2 separate regions of the Rattus norvegicus genome follow, and region 1 is linked to region 2. The links are chromatin contacts, called in public Hi-C maps. All regions are on one chromosome and are shown on one strand. Each heading gives the region's core, a stretch centred on a gene start, on an enhancer-like site or on the middle of the called end of the contact. The rest is flanking DNA. Distances are from core to core; before and after follow the strand shown.

Region 1 (7,406 bases), core at 1,214-3,713, 140 kb after region 2:
TTAGCACCTATGGAATGCTTTCTAGTTTCTCCTGCCTCCTCTCATTGTCTCTTTGCAGAAATAACGTGTGTGTGTGTGTGTGTGTGTGTGTGTGTGTGTGTGTGTGTGTGTGATAGAAAAAAAGCACAGATAGTAACAGGAGACAAACCCCTCTTAAATCATGCGTTGCATTGTTTTAATGTGGGTTTGTTTTAGCTCCGCACCAGTGGTATGTTTTCTTTCTGTGATTTTTTTTTCTTTCAGGGTGTGGCTTTACTCAAGAGTCCTTCTGGTCTCAACTTCCGTCTGGCTTCTTAACTCTCTTTTACTCTCATCCAACTTCCTATTCTTTAATTTCTGAATGGCTCCATGCTCCTCACCAGTTGATTGAAATAAAGTGTCTGTTGTCATCATTTTTCAACCTATTCAGATAAAGAAAGGAGATGTGAGGCTTTCTCAGCGTTCTCCTAAAGGTCAAGTCAGGGGAGTGCTGTCGAAAACAAATGCCTTCTATTAGCTGCCCTTGTTTGTTTTCTTTGGACTTGCTGTTCTGGGCAGTAATTGGGGCAAACATTAGGTCTTGTAAAAGAGTTTTCACAACTTATTACTTCCTTTCTCATTGTCAGGAGGGAGACTGGGAGCAGCTCCATGATCCCCTATGCAGAAGTTTAAGGACAGTGTAAGACTATTCACTATTTCTCCCACTCATTGCCCGCCTCCCAAATGTGTCTACATCTGACCTTAAGATTGAAATTCCTATGTTCTCTAAAATGCAGCCATTTTTAGTGAACTCCTACAGGTCTAGATCTCTCCCCTCTCCTTTCAAATTTGCTACTACAGCCTTAGTTCTTGAGGATCTGTGATCCTTATGTCTCTGTCTTCAGAGTGTGGGCCCCGTCCACTATGGATATACTTGCATCGCCTTGAATTTCATTGAGTAAGTCTTGAATTTGAGCCTCACATGATCACCAGGTCTGCTTTGTTTTTCTTGCATAGTTCTCCTACAAACAAAAACCCACCGACATTTTGGAAGTTATCATATAATTGTGACATCTTTTCATTCTCTTTCCTCCCTCTAAACCCTCCCTTCAACCTACCCCCATTCTCCTTCAAATTCATGGCTTCTTTTTTCACTAGTGGTGATTGCATGTATGCATAAACTTATATAAACACGCCTCAAATTGGCCAATAAGCAACCATATTTGTTTAACACAATGTGATGTTATGCGGTGTGCTCAGACTTTATCAAGCTAATGAACAGATCCACGGCCTCCTATGTATTCCAGTGCCCCATAATGAGAACACTTAAAGTTTGCCCCTTTTTGAAGGTTTGAAATCTAAACTCTTTACTTTTATTCAACCTGTGCTGTCTTGCATCTCTCATCAGCATTCACTGTCAGATTCACTTGTTACCCTCCCTCTCCTTCCTAATAAGGATCAATACAAAGTTGATGATATTCCTGAAAACACCTAGAAGAATATTATTTGTATTTTCTATTTTTGCTGGGGTTAAAAACCATTTTCCTATAATTTTGAGAATGCAGGCATGTATACTTTCCATCTCTCCCTTAGTCTTCCCCATGAACCCCCCAAGACCCTCCCTTCCCAACTTAATGCCTTTTTTGTCATTTGATCACCCAACGAGGCTAGTTAGTACTGCTTGTGAATCATTTTTATTCAGGTTTGGAATAAAGTTATATGTGTCCCATTAGGTTCAGAGTTTTTTTTTTCATAGAAGAGTCAGAGTGGGTGGCAAAAATGAAATCCATCCTTATAAAGAAGGAAGTCACACAGTGGAGATGAACATGTTTCCTTTTAGCACTGAATTTGACAAAATTAAGTCTGACTAGGGGATTAGGTAAATGACTGCTTTTTATAGCTTTGATTTTCCTAGTGGGGAGGATTTAAAATCAGGCTCCTCCTAGATAATGACGTGGCTATACTTTTGCTAAAACTGTTGGCACACATTTTGCTTCCAGCTGTCTATCTCTCAGGAAGGGTCAAAATAGCTTATGTGCTACGGATGATATAAGGTGACTTGCCCAGCACTGACATGAAATTTGAACTGAATTAAGACGGTATGTAATAATGATGGCTTGGACATGCAGAAGAGGGCATGGCCAAAGACATAATAATTAACAGCAGTAAGTGTGTATGATTCTGGCTGGTTTCCAGTTTAACCTTATTTTCCAAATTAGCTATAAATAAATGATAAGGGATCTGCGCTTTGAACTTATCACCCCCAACCCATGCAAGGCGTTATGTCTAAAAGGTGTCATAAGAAAAGAACCCTAGGAAATAATGACCACTGAGGCTACCCAAAAGGATTGGGGTGGGGCCAGGCAAGGGTTTAAGCTAGAGCCCCAGCCTTAAATAATGCCCTCCTGAGGGCTCCAGAGCAAAAGTTGTACTGGGAACTTTGTCCTACCCTGTGTCTGGGTTGCCAGGCATTCTGTCTCCACCTGTCAGTCAACAGCTCAAGTTTGCTCCAGGGTACACAGCCTTCCAGCACTCCCTGCTGTCTCCTCCCCTCAGAAAAGTGTGTCTAGCAGGCCAAAGGTAGTCAAAGATCACAAATGCCCGTTGTGAGAGTGAAATAGACCATGGGAGGTGGTGTCTAGCTAGAAAAGGGGCTAGGCAGGGAGCCAGGTGAGCAGCACAGCGGATGTCCTGAATTCATGAAAAACAACCTGGGAGGACTTAAGCTTTCCCAGAGTGCTTAGTCTTAGCCACTTGGTTTGTTTTGTACACGCATTAGTGCTGGGCTGATCTGCAGCTTAATCAAAAGGAAAGTTTACTTTTAAATTCAGAGCACTCCAGGAGAACCTCAGGGTCCATATATTGATTGACTCTGAATGTTCTCCTCAGGAAAATTCATTAAGCCTCATCCTCCCCATTAGATTCCCAACCCCATATGGTACAAATTAGCATTTGGAAGAGACTCAGTTTGATCCCTCTGCCTTGCCAGAAAACTCAAAGTAATCTTAAGAAGCAAGTCATTGCAAAAGAAACAGAAGCATTGTGGTGTGTGTGTGTGTGTGTGTGTGTGTGTGTGTGTGTGTGTGTGTGTGTGTGTGTGAATTTAAAACAGATTAACTCCTCACATATTCAAAACGTCACTTAAGATCAAAAGTGTCTTGGGAACCTGTCATGGCTGAAACTCAGACTCAATCAGACAAAATACAAACTTAGTGCTGAGAAATGTCTACTGTCTATTTTTAAACAAATAGTTGAAGGTAAAAATTAGTTTCTCCAGGTAGATTTATTTCACCAAGTGGCTACAAAGGTAAAGCAAGGTTGGATGTTGTTTATGTAGACTTCAGAGATCACCAGACATGCCCTGATTTTGTGACTAGAGAGAAAGCGAAGTGTATTTGGTTGCCAGCCCAGAAGTATCACGCACAGGGTTTGAATCAGAACATCTGGAACTAAGCCAGCCTTACTTAGAATGTGGCTCTGACTCTGCCTGGCCTCCAGGGCTCAGCATAGAAATGGTTGCTTTAATACACTTGCTGCTGATACACACAGAAGTCTAAAGCAAACTTTTTTCAGACTATTGATGAACAGTTCTTTCATTGCTAATAAGGACTTCGGTGCAATTCTTTCATAAATGGATAAAGGTAGCCCATCCAAACGTCTGGATGTCCTACCTAGCTCTGCTTAATTAGGCTTCTCTGTGGGCAGCTACTGTCTCCATTTAAGATCTAGGGCAGAAGTTCTCTAACCTTGGCTTGTATTTGAATCACCCTGAGGCTTATTTTACAAGATTGTTGGTTTCCACGCCATAGCTTCTAGTACAGTATGTCTAGGGGAAGGCAAAGACCTTTCTGTCATCTCTCAAGTGGTATTGGTGTCCTTTGTCAAAGGACCATATTCTCAAAACCATTATGTTGAGCCATAAAGGAGCTTAAGGAGTATAACTGGCATATGGTAAGTTGTGTGTTCAGTTGTCGGAAGGTAAGATCAGAAGCAGATTCAATGGCCAGATTAAAAATTCTGCTGGCAGCTCACCCACCCTGAAATAGGTAAAGGCCAATGCTAACATTTTAGATGACTCAGAAAGTCAATCTGGCTACACTGAGATCATCTGGACTCCACAGGTAGAAGCAGCTTGCCCCATGATACGTCTATAGTGTCTCCTATTCCTTTCTAAAGACCTTTTATGGAAATTAGATCCTGTGCTCACCTAAAATATTCAGAGAGATCGGTTCTAGCACTCAAGAAACCATTTGCAAAATGATGGCTGCTATTATCCCTTAATCTGATTAGCATGAAGTGAGTATGTTCTCCTAGCACAGCGGATAGCAGAAGATTGTATGAGTGTAATCTTTAGCGACACTGATATTGTTGTCTATTGCTTGAGTCCTTAACAAATGCAGCACCATACACCTCCCACCCGAGTCAAGTATGGCACCTCGCTCTATGAGCTGCCTGATAATAAGAACTAGTAAACTCAAGCATGTTGTCCGTAGACTTCACATATATCTATTTGTCATCTAAGGTAGATATAGGTTTCACAGAGAAAGATTATATTGTGAGGTGAAAATAAAGTCATGCTATCATTTGAGATGTTCTCGGGGAGTACTGTATTTGTTCTCTCCTGCTTTATAACAAATTAGAACACACTTAATGGCAAACATCTCTCGTAGTGTTTCAATCTGTCAGAGTCACACCTGTTTGGGTGCTCGCTGGGATGCAAGGAAGTCTTCAGGGTGGCTGCTGCACATTTAGCTCTAATTTTGCCACCTAGGCTCATGTCATTGTCACCGTTTACTTCCTCAACATTGTTCGTCTGAATTCCCTTTCTCCTAGAGATTTTCTTTTACTTAGATAGGACACAACATAGCAGTCAGTTCAGAGCCTCTGTTCCTACCTTCTCTTACTTAGATATTCTGAGAAGGCACTTTTGGTTAAGTCACCAGATTGAAAGCTTTCATACATTCTGCAACATCCTCTCACCTTCTCCACCTCTCCCAGCATAATCATGAGCTTGATAATTTGTCACCCCTGCCCCAGTCTCCTGGGTCAAAGCCAGTGTGGTTGTGCCTATATTTGAGTGGAAGTACTTACATAAATGCCCTGGTGCCACAGGGCCACCTTAGTATCCCCCTACTACAAGTGGCGAAGATGTTGCCCTGTGTAATAAAATTACCCAGTTGGCCAATAGTGGTGGCAAATTTCTTAGTTCTCTCATCTGACAAAGGGAAGAATTAGATACAGTGTCAGTGCTGTTGCACTGTTCAATGCGGTGACACCTGCAGATCATCTCCTGCAATTCTTGGTAGATCTCTGGTCTCTGTTTGTAATAGTTCTACTTACTGCTCCTGTTGGTAGTGCTAATTACACTGTTCATGTCCACCTCCTTTGTGATAAAGAAACTTTAATCCCATCACAATAAACTTCAATAAACTTTTTGCCTCATTAATTCAAGCTCTCCATAAGTTTTAAGACTAATAACTAACCTCCTCCTCCTGGATGGACTTTTTCTTGGCATTGATTGTATGAAGGTCTTCTGGTTTATCATCTGATTCCTTGTAGTTTATCTTTTTCTGATCACTCTAGATATCAAAACTACAATGAAGACCTAGTCATTCTAGAATTCCTTACCAGAGTCCTTACCAGGGTGTGTATTTTTGAACAGCACACAACTGTGGATCAAAAACATTCCAAAAGAAAGAAATTGTGTGTTTACTGAATCCGTAATGACAAGTTCTTGTCATGATTTCCCCCCAAATGTAGTCTAACAATGACTTATATATTATGTAAATTGCCTTGGACATTGTAAGTAATCCAGAGAAGATTTAAAGAATCACAGAAGATGTGTGTGGTGGTTTGAATATGCTTGGCTCACGGGGAGTGGCACTATTAGGAAACGTAGCCTTCTTACGGTATGTATGGCCTTGATGGACTAAGTGTGCCACTGTGTGGACAGGCTTTGAAGTCTCTTATGCTCAAATCAGGCCAAGTCTAGCAGTTTCCTTCTGCTGCCCATGGATCAAGACGTAGAACTCTCAGCTCCTTCTCCTACACCATGTCTGCCTATATGTTGCCATGCTTCTCTCCAAGAAGATAATGGACTAAATCTTAGAAACTGTTAGCCAGCTTCAGCTAAATGTTTTGTTTATAAAAGTTGCAAGGTTATGATGTCTCTTCATAGCAATAGAAACCCTAACTAAGACAGTTTGCTTAGTTACCTACAGATAATATATATTTATGCAAGGCTGGGAACTTTTGTAAATAGTGGTGTCCTTGAAGTTCTAGGGACGATTCTGCTACAAATATTGAGAAACTGTATTTTGAGGCCAAAGTGATATCTTCTAATGATGATCTGGAAGCTCTTGTTCAAAACTTGACGGAGTCTTTAAGTCAGTGGTTCTCAACCTATGGGTTGCAACCCATTTGTGGAGGGGCAAGTAGATCTACCCTTTCATAGGGGTCAACTAAGACCATCAGGAAGTACATTACAGCTCATAACAGTAGAAAATGAGCTGTGAAGTAGCAATGGAAACAGTTTTATGGTTGGGGGATCATGATAGCATGAGGAACTGTATTAAAGGGTGGCAGCCTTAGGAGGTTGAGAACCACTGTTTTAAGTACTTTTCGAATACTGACACAAGCTCTTATACTAGCCACGGTGTCTTGCGAGGCTGGAAGTTAGCCATGCTGTCTCCTAGAGTGCACAGCATTTTTAAACTTGCATGTTATGTGTTCCTTCTTTGGGACCTTTGCATGGCTTATTTTCCTCTTATCCACCCTGCTCTCCTGGGTGTTCCTATCAACAGGTTGCCTCATGAACTAACCTTGTCATCTCAGCAAGACATCTATGTGGGCTATTGCTTTTTGCTCCTGTTTCTCCACTCTGTGAATTCACTCTTCTTGTGAATAAACACTCTCTGAAGACATATCTAGACTGAAATCTATCCACTGGAATAATGGCAGCTTTGGGTTCTTTTGCTCAAAAATATATTTTCAGTATTTACTGAATATGTGCTAAATTGCAGACTCTAAACGAGAATGTGTAAGATGAGCAAAGAGGCTGGAAACCTTCCGGGCCCATCCCCACTCCACGGCTTCCTTCTCAGCATGATGTCATGTGATTAGTCACCACGGTTTCCCTCCATTTCCCTAGGCGTCACCTTCATTGCTTATTATCCTCCAGTTTGTGCTTACAACATCTCCCACTCAAAGTGAAATAGAAAGCCTAGAAAATGTGTACCTTGTTTAGGAGCCCCATTAGGATTAGACATTGCATTAGAGACGCTGACTGGCTTGGTGAGGTGTGAGCTTCTCTTTACAGGTTTTAGCTTTTGAAAGACCGTAGGATCCCTAATCTTTGACAGATGCTTTATCTCTGAAGGAGAAGTATAAAGGCAGAGGAAAGGAAAGAGAGAATAACATACAAATAATGTTAATTTCCACATTTTCTC
Region 2 (7,610 bases), core at 2,314-4,813:
CTTCCCTTTCTAACATACCAGTATCAAGCATTCAATACCACACTTCCTAATGGTAAGGCTGAATCGACTAACCTTATCGTGCATGCATTTTTGGGGAAAGTGCAGTGATCCCTCTATTATGAGGGTGATTTGGTAATATCTGTCAGAGCTGTTAATATAAGTTTACTCAGCAATTTCTCTTTGGGATGTTATCTCATATGTGTTTGTTTATGTACAAAATAATGTATAAATGAGCTGAGTCTCAGGACTGCTTTAATATTCTACTGAGGAATGATGTAAGCGCCTGTGATTAGGTAGCCAGTTGAATAAGTTGCGGGCTGTTCATATAAGGGAAGATTTTGAAGATTGCTCAGAGCTGAATGAAGAGGCTGTGACGTTATCTCTCTGCAGTAATGAACAAAGACCTGTATAATATGTCAGTCATTAGCATGGTGTTGTCCGGAAAGTGCGTAATGAGAAGAATGAATAAAAATAGAATCGTGTTCGCATAAAAAGATAAATATGACTTTCAAGGTGGTGGGGACAGAAAAGGGAGGTAACGTGACTACTGTACCTCCAAACTCTTTCCATATAATATTTTTGGTGTGCGAGAGGTACACACCTTTTGCCTATCTGTGATTTTGCTACCAACCACAATGCTGAAAGGATCTGATGACTGACAGTGAGGGTTGTCATCAGTTTTCCTGTGTCTCTTATTGTCTAAAGCCTCTGAGAATTGAAAACTTAGATGAGATTAAAAACGCAGAATAAAAGATTTTATTATTGAAAGTACTTGTATGATGAAGAAATAGTTATAAAGTGGGCAGAGAGAGACTGGGAGGCCTCTCGATTTGAGATATAATTGTGAGGGAGAGCCGATCGTTGATTAGAGAAACCCGAAGATTTTGTTTTGTTTTGGTTTTTTTTTTGAGTCAAAGTTAGCTGTCAGAGTGTCTTATCTCCTCGGCACAGAGCAGCGTGTACTTTTCTGCTGGGATCTATCACTGACTCTGAGCACCAGCGTTAAGTCCTGACCTCAGCACAAATGTGATGACGGTATTCCGACCTGAATATCCTGGGCTTTTGGTGAGATCGGCTCTTTGCATAGCCCTGTAAGAGTGCTTCTTCTCAAGTGCATCTAGGACCTCGCCACTTTGTATTTGTTCCCACATAACTTCACCCACCCCAGTGGGTGCTGTTACTCACTTTTAGTATTCAGTTCTGACCTCTTATCTGTCATGCCAACCTTAACGCCCCATCTGTGAACCCCTTTGCCATGTAACCTTACAGAGATGCCGATTAAGTACCTCACTTTGAGTGTTTCTTTTCCTCCCACCCAATCCTTCCTTTTATCTTTGTCTTAGCTCCTCATGTCACCTTGCCATCCCCATAGCAACCCTTTGGCGTTGCCACCATCCCTTTCTCCTCTTTCCCTTGGGTATACAGACAGCTACCACATCCTCTGGGTATATCTGTAATTCTGCCCCTTTTCCATTTCTTCAGTGACAGTTCTAATTAGGGCCACAGTTTTCTCTTTAATCACATATTTTATAGTGGCACGAGACATTTTCAGTCACTTCTTTTTTTGTTGACAGTAATGGCTGGCCAGACTTCATTTACTTTATAGAGTTCTTGCAATTTATTTTTTTCTATAGTCCTTGGCATTCATGTCTGTTGAAATAAATATCAATATCTCCAGTGGAGAATGAGTGTGGTGGTGGCAGTATTCCCACCTCTTGTTTTCACATAGCTACTATGAACGATAGTTTGAATATACAGGTCAAGTTTCAGACTCCAGCAATGCCTATTGTATGAATAGTGGTAGAGGAAGAGTTAAAGTAAAGTAACAATAAACAAATATGGTTACTGTCTAGGGTGTGCGAGGTTGAGGGTGGTGGTGGTTTGCTTATGCCTTATGGCACAATGTGGAACTTTGGAGCTAAACATAAAAAAGAGTTTCATAGTTGACTACTAAACCAAGTAGTTTAAGATTCAACAACCATCAGATTTCTATTTTTTTTTTTGTTGAATGAGTAAATTATATCTCTTATTGTAGGAGAAAATAAGTACTTTGAAATCAGGGGGCATGCTGGTTTAGTATTTTAGTAACCATTTTACTATAAAGGTATGGTTGAATATCATGTTTATGTGGATATGTATTTAATTTCATATAATTTATTAAAATATGTATTATGTTTATAATATTCCTATTAGGGAATATTCCATTTGTACATGTAAAAAACCAGACATTTTGGATGCAGAGATGCTACACGAGGGAGATGGAGCCCTTTCTAGGTTGCTGCAAAGATTGTGGCACAGTCAGTCCAATGTACTCATAGGAGATGCAATGACCTTATGGGTGAAGTTTGCCATAATTTATCATCCACATATTCTTAAGAAGCAGGGTTATGACAATGTATTGATTCCCCATCCCCCATGTCTTGTATTATTTCCAGGAAGATTTTTCTAAGAGCTTTCAGCATGGGAGAAGTTGAGTGCTGACAACTCCCCTCTTCATTGCTATTTGTCCCGTGCAGAGACATGGAGGAACCCAAACACTTTGTGGATGCTTTGCTTGGAAAATAATTTGTATAAGAAGAAAAGCAGAAAGGGTGGCTTTAACAGAATATTCATTAATGTTCTATTAAGTCACAAGGCTGTGACTTGAGACCAGCTGCCTTGTTGCTAGGGTATCCTGGATTGGTAGTGAACAGGCATTCTGCTCGTTCCTTTTCTCACAGACTGACACATTAAGACACAAAAACACCGAACTATAGATTCTGTATAAACGTCTAGAATCAGGGTTGTTCAGATTAGGTCCAGGTGGCCCCCTTCCCCTAGGTTGTTGAAGCAGCAGACCCCTTCCCCCATTTTTATTAGTTGTGCATACCCCCATGCCTTTTCCAGGAAGCCTTGTTAATCATTAAGCAGGCTAGTGCATGAACCACCTGAAATTCTCAGATAAGTAGTTTCTTCATATCTCTTTTTACACTCACTGTTAAAAGTACACAGATTAGTGTTATTTTTGCTCGATTATATGAAACTGTTCAGTTCTACACTTGAGAAAATCCTAACTATTCCCAAGTGCCAATGCTCCTGTTTTGAGAATTGAAATACTGTCCTCTTCCCATCAAAGACAAGTTATGCTTTGTGTTTAGTGAGCTTGAAAAACACTTTGTGTTTATGATGGCAGAATGAAGTGAGGATTCAGTCAGCTGTTTTGAATCCTGGATTTTCAGGTCGGTTGTTTACTGAGTTTAGAGGTTGAGGCATCTGAAGACAATCTGTATGTGCATAATGGTCCTTCCTGATGGCTTTTTATTTACAGCACCCAGATTATTTATCAGCTTAAAGCTGGCTATTTAAGGGCAACCATTAACTCTTTAGTGACACTGGGAGTCCTTTAATAAGTAACTAAAGACCTGGAGATAATCTCTCTTTTTCTAAATGCACTGGTCTTTTTTTTACAGGTGCAGTTCATTGAAGGTCACTCAGTGGTTTCAAATATTTAATGTCCTTTCCTAAGAGAGTGGCTGTAGGCCAGTGAGGAAGCTGGATAGAATGCTATTTGTCAGCACCCTGTGCCTAGCACACTAAGCCAGGTCATAGTAGTTGTGATCTGGCAAGGAAAGCAAATTGACAGATGTGACTGGAGATAGTTGGAGGAACTTGGATGAAACAAGTTAATGAGGTAAGAGCATGCACATAAGGGCTTCCAGCTAAATAAGAGGGTAACATTCTATTTTAATGTAGTTTCAAACTTAAGAGAAAAACCTGTGAGACCAAAACAAGGAACTGTACACTGCTAAGTGGAGAGTTGAAATGACTGAAGGCAACATTAAGGGCACATGACAAGTGACACTTGCCTGGCAAGATTGGGGTGTTGGAAGAGAGCCCTCTGTCAGCCATGCCTCCTGAACATTTGACCTAAGGCTTCCATGAGGAAGGACTCAGCATTGGCTGTGTCCTCAGATCAGAGACAGAGGTTGGTTGTACTCCCCTCCCAATCTACCTGTGAAGGTAGGAATGCATTTCTGTCAGCTATGAGGAGAGGAGCAAACGCCACCTGAACGACAGCAGGTTAGGTACAGGTAAGATTCAGCATGTAGAGATAGTGCCTTGGGGATGGATAGAAAAGACCCAGAGGGATCGGACATGTAGAAAAGGCAGGGGGGATTTTGAGAGAAACTGTTAAGAGTAAGGGCATATGTTCAGGGCAGAAGGCAACTGCTCAACATTACAATGGGGGACAGATGGTGAAGGTATGTGTCAAAGATCGTGAGTTTATTCCAAGATCTTATGAAAATGGGGCTTGTTTAGAGGAAATGGTCTAACAGCCACATAGAACTAGCAGACCTTAATAAAAAAAATACTGTCCACTGACTATTCAGTATATCTACAGCATAACTAAGACATTTGCTCTGCACGTTTTTGATGGTGAAGTCCAGCCCGGGATGTCTGCCTTTTTATGTAATACTTACAATATTTTCATATAATTAGAGACTCAAAGACAACATTCAAATACAGATAACTGGTATTTTGATCCTTATATTTAGGGGGGCATGGGAAACAGATACGTTCATGTGCTGCTAATGGGAGTTTATATCATTATCACATTCATGGAAGAAAGATTGGTGATATCTATCAAAATTATAAATATGCCCTTTGTGCTGGAAATGAAGCTTCTACAGTTTACCCCTACAGTAAACTTACCTCCATACGCTCAGGTTAAGCAGAAGACTGGAACTCAAAACAAAATATTTGACAGGGGAGCGAATTAGTTAAGCCCTGGTAGCCACAGTCATGGAATACTACACAGCTATAAAAGGCAATTCAAAGGAAGTAGCAGTGGAGAACGGTGGCTCCATGTGCTGATTTGGAAATAGCTCCTGGGGGACGGGGAAGAGGCAAGAATAATCTTCTTTTGCACATTTTAGCCTTAAAGAAACTAGAAGGAGATATAAAAAATGAATAAAAGTGTTTTGTGGTGGGTGGAAACTGGCAGATGGAGATGGGTGGGTGTGAAAATCTTCACTGGCTAAATAAACCTTCTTTATACTTTTTAAAGTGTGTTCATGTACTAGTTGATGGAAAATGTAGAAAAGAAGACTGTTATGTTCTTGTAGGAATGGCAAGGAGAGCTATTTTCCACACCAAATGCATTATCCCTGTTTTTTTTTTTAATTCATTTAAATGGGAATGTTTTTCTTTGGACATAAAAATGGTATTTTCTAGCTTCCCTTGCAGCTATGTACAGCTTCTAGATCAATGACACATAAGTGGCATTTGGTATCCCTTGATATTTTTTCCTCAGATTTGATTAATCAGAGAGTCTTTTTGCTTTCTTCTTCCCAAATATGGATGTCCAGGGCCTCAGCAGACACTCTGGACCATTAGAAAGCAATGGGCTAAGAGTTCAGAGCAGAAAGTTGGAAACTTGAATTCTAGTGTTACCATGTTGCTACCACATTTTCTGGTTTCCGCTTTCTCTTACATGAAAGGGAAACAGTTCTATTGTTGATGTAGCACTCTTTATTTTGACAGAATTCATATTATTGATTAGATAGTGGGATCTGATCTAGTATTGAGCTTAAATTTGAATTTTGTCTTCTTTTTGATCTTTTCTCCTTTTAGGACTTTGCTGGGACTTATATTTTTCTGTTACCTCTTCAGATCTTTAGGCTGAAGCAGTTAGAACCTGTGATAAATATTGCTGTGAAATCATGAGCTATGTCTACTGCAGCATTCAAAGTGTAAAAGTTGGAAACTTCTCAGTAGGGTAGCACGTCCTTTTTATTTTACAGGTAAATGTTTACAAGCAAACAGCTAAATGTTTAATCCCTTAGCACTTGATAGAACCATGTTCATGTGTTGGAATAAATGTTCATCAGTTCAAAGACATAGAATTAGAATGATTTTGGAATGGGCACTTGTCAGCAATATTAGCACACTTTCAATTTAGGCTAAAGTAAGTGTGGTGAGTATAGGAAAGGAAGATGACAACTTCGATGAAGTTTATGTTTTAGATTGATAGGAGATCTTCTGCAATCCTGCTGGTGAGGGCTAATTATTTTCAGCTAGGAATCTATTAACTTGGCTATAATAGACTACAGTAAGCAAATGTTAATTTCCCCCCTAAAAGACTTAGTAATAAAAAGGTTTGCACTTTCAGTACGAGAGGCAAAAGGGCATTCTACCATTTTCTGTGAGCATGACAAATTCTGTCTTCCTGTCCACATCTGACTAGACTAGGCTTGCTCAGCGAGCAACAGTGCAGTAGCAACAAGGAGACAAAGTTGAGGCATGTTTCATAACATCCAATTTCTTTGCAACCTGCAATGACTTCTCTCAGCCCCCTTATACCAATTCTAATTTGCCTACCCAATTTAGCACCTTGTCTCTGATTTAAGTAGAAATAATACTCCACTGCAAAAATTGCATAATTATTCGACATTATGAAGATGGGCTTTTCCCAGATGCTATTAGTAGAAAACCTTTTCAGAAAATAAAGAAGAAAGTATTCTAAAGGAGAAAAAAATAAAAGAGGCTTAATAGATAAAGCAATAATTTGTCATTGTGTTACTGAGACAGAAGGTCTGTCACTGCTGAGTGTTGCTGTATCCTCCCAAACCTTTGAAACTGATCCCCACTGTTATGGCATGTGGACTTGGGGCCTTTGGAAGGTGACAAGGAGTGTTCTGGTTAGCCCCTCGATAAAATCACCACCTTTAGAAAAGAATCCATGGCATCCTTCTTGCCCACTCTGCCACACAAGAAGCAGCAGAAGATATCCTTCTAGGAGGAAGAGAGCAGTTTTCACCTGGCAGGGAATCTGCCAGGTCCCTTGATTTATGTGTACCCATCTTCAGACCTGAGAGCAATAAAGGATAATGGTATGATTTCTTTTTATAAGCCATTCTGCCTACTCTATTTTTGCTTCAAAAGCACAAATGGAATGAGAAAGACTTCTTCTGGAACACACACACACACACACACACACACACACACACTATAGTAACATTAGCACATTTGACATAGGACTGATATGTCTTTTCTATTTCCTATGTTTTAAGCCATCTGTTCATTTATACGTACACTCTTGGGTAATTGTTCACTGAGCATCTACTTTATGTTAGAACCATGCAACTGGAGATAGGAATGGTCACCAAGGGCATAAAACTCTGTAAGTGTGGCATACACGTGAGTCCTGGAGAAGCACGGAGAGTCTGCTGTGGAGTGGAGGAGAAAGTGCTGCCCTGAGAGATGGTATTTCAAAGGCACCCTGTCTGGGCTGTGGGTTCAGAGAACCTGGAGTCAGTAGGATCTGAGCTTTCAAACAGTTTGAGTCCAGATGGGAAGCGCATCGAGTCCTAAGCATGTGAGTCCCTTGAGCTTGGCAATGTGGAAGAGCTCCCCTTGAGGAGACTTATAGTGCGAAGGCAGTGAACCCAGAGCTTAGAGCACTGGACAAAGAGATAGGAGCACTGATTCAGGAGTGAAAGGAAAGCAGCCCAGCAGCATTTGGGGCTTGAGGGTTTCCTTCTTCTCCCAGTCAATAGAAAGCTCTGGAGAGGCTTTGGAGAAACAGTGAGTAGAATTGGAGAGATGGGAATCTAACAGTCTGAATAACA

What was found. A called contact is a pair of places that touch in the nucleus more often than the background predicts.
Region 1: a Hi-C map of liver shows a contact between it and region 2, with 5 times the contacts expected there. The contact joins two enhancer-like sites. A contact is called at or near these places in 2 of 12 Hi-C or Micro-C datasets (both in liver).

What each region holds. Positions count from the first base shown.
Region 1 is chr3:142,703,243-142,710,648 of GRCr8, forward strand. All of the region lies in intron 2 of Plcb1 (phospholipase C beta 1), which reads left to right. Among named protein-coding and RNA genes, the nearest start is that of Plcb1, 190 kb to the left of the region's middle. Within about 2 kb of position 2,464, at least 7 of the 93 cell types and tissues checked have an H3K27ac peak or open chromatin away from gene starts, as enhancers often do. A contact at or near this core is called in liver, where this site is marked.
Region 2 is chr3:142,566,723-142,574,332 of GRCr8, forward strand. The region is part of intron 2 of Plcb1 (phospholipase C beta 1); the gene reads left to right. Among named protein-coding and RNA genes, the nearest start is that of Plcb1, 58 kb to the left of the region's middle. Within about 2 kb of position 3,564, at least 12 of the 93 cell types and tissues checked have an H3K27ac peak or open chromatin away from gene starts, as enhancers often do. A contact at or near this core is called in liver, where this site is marked.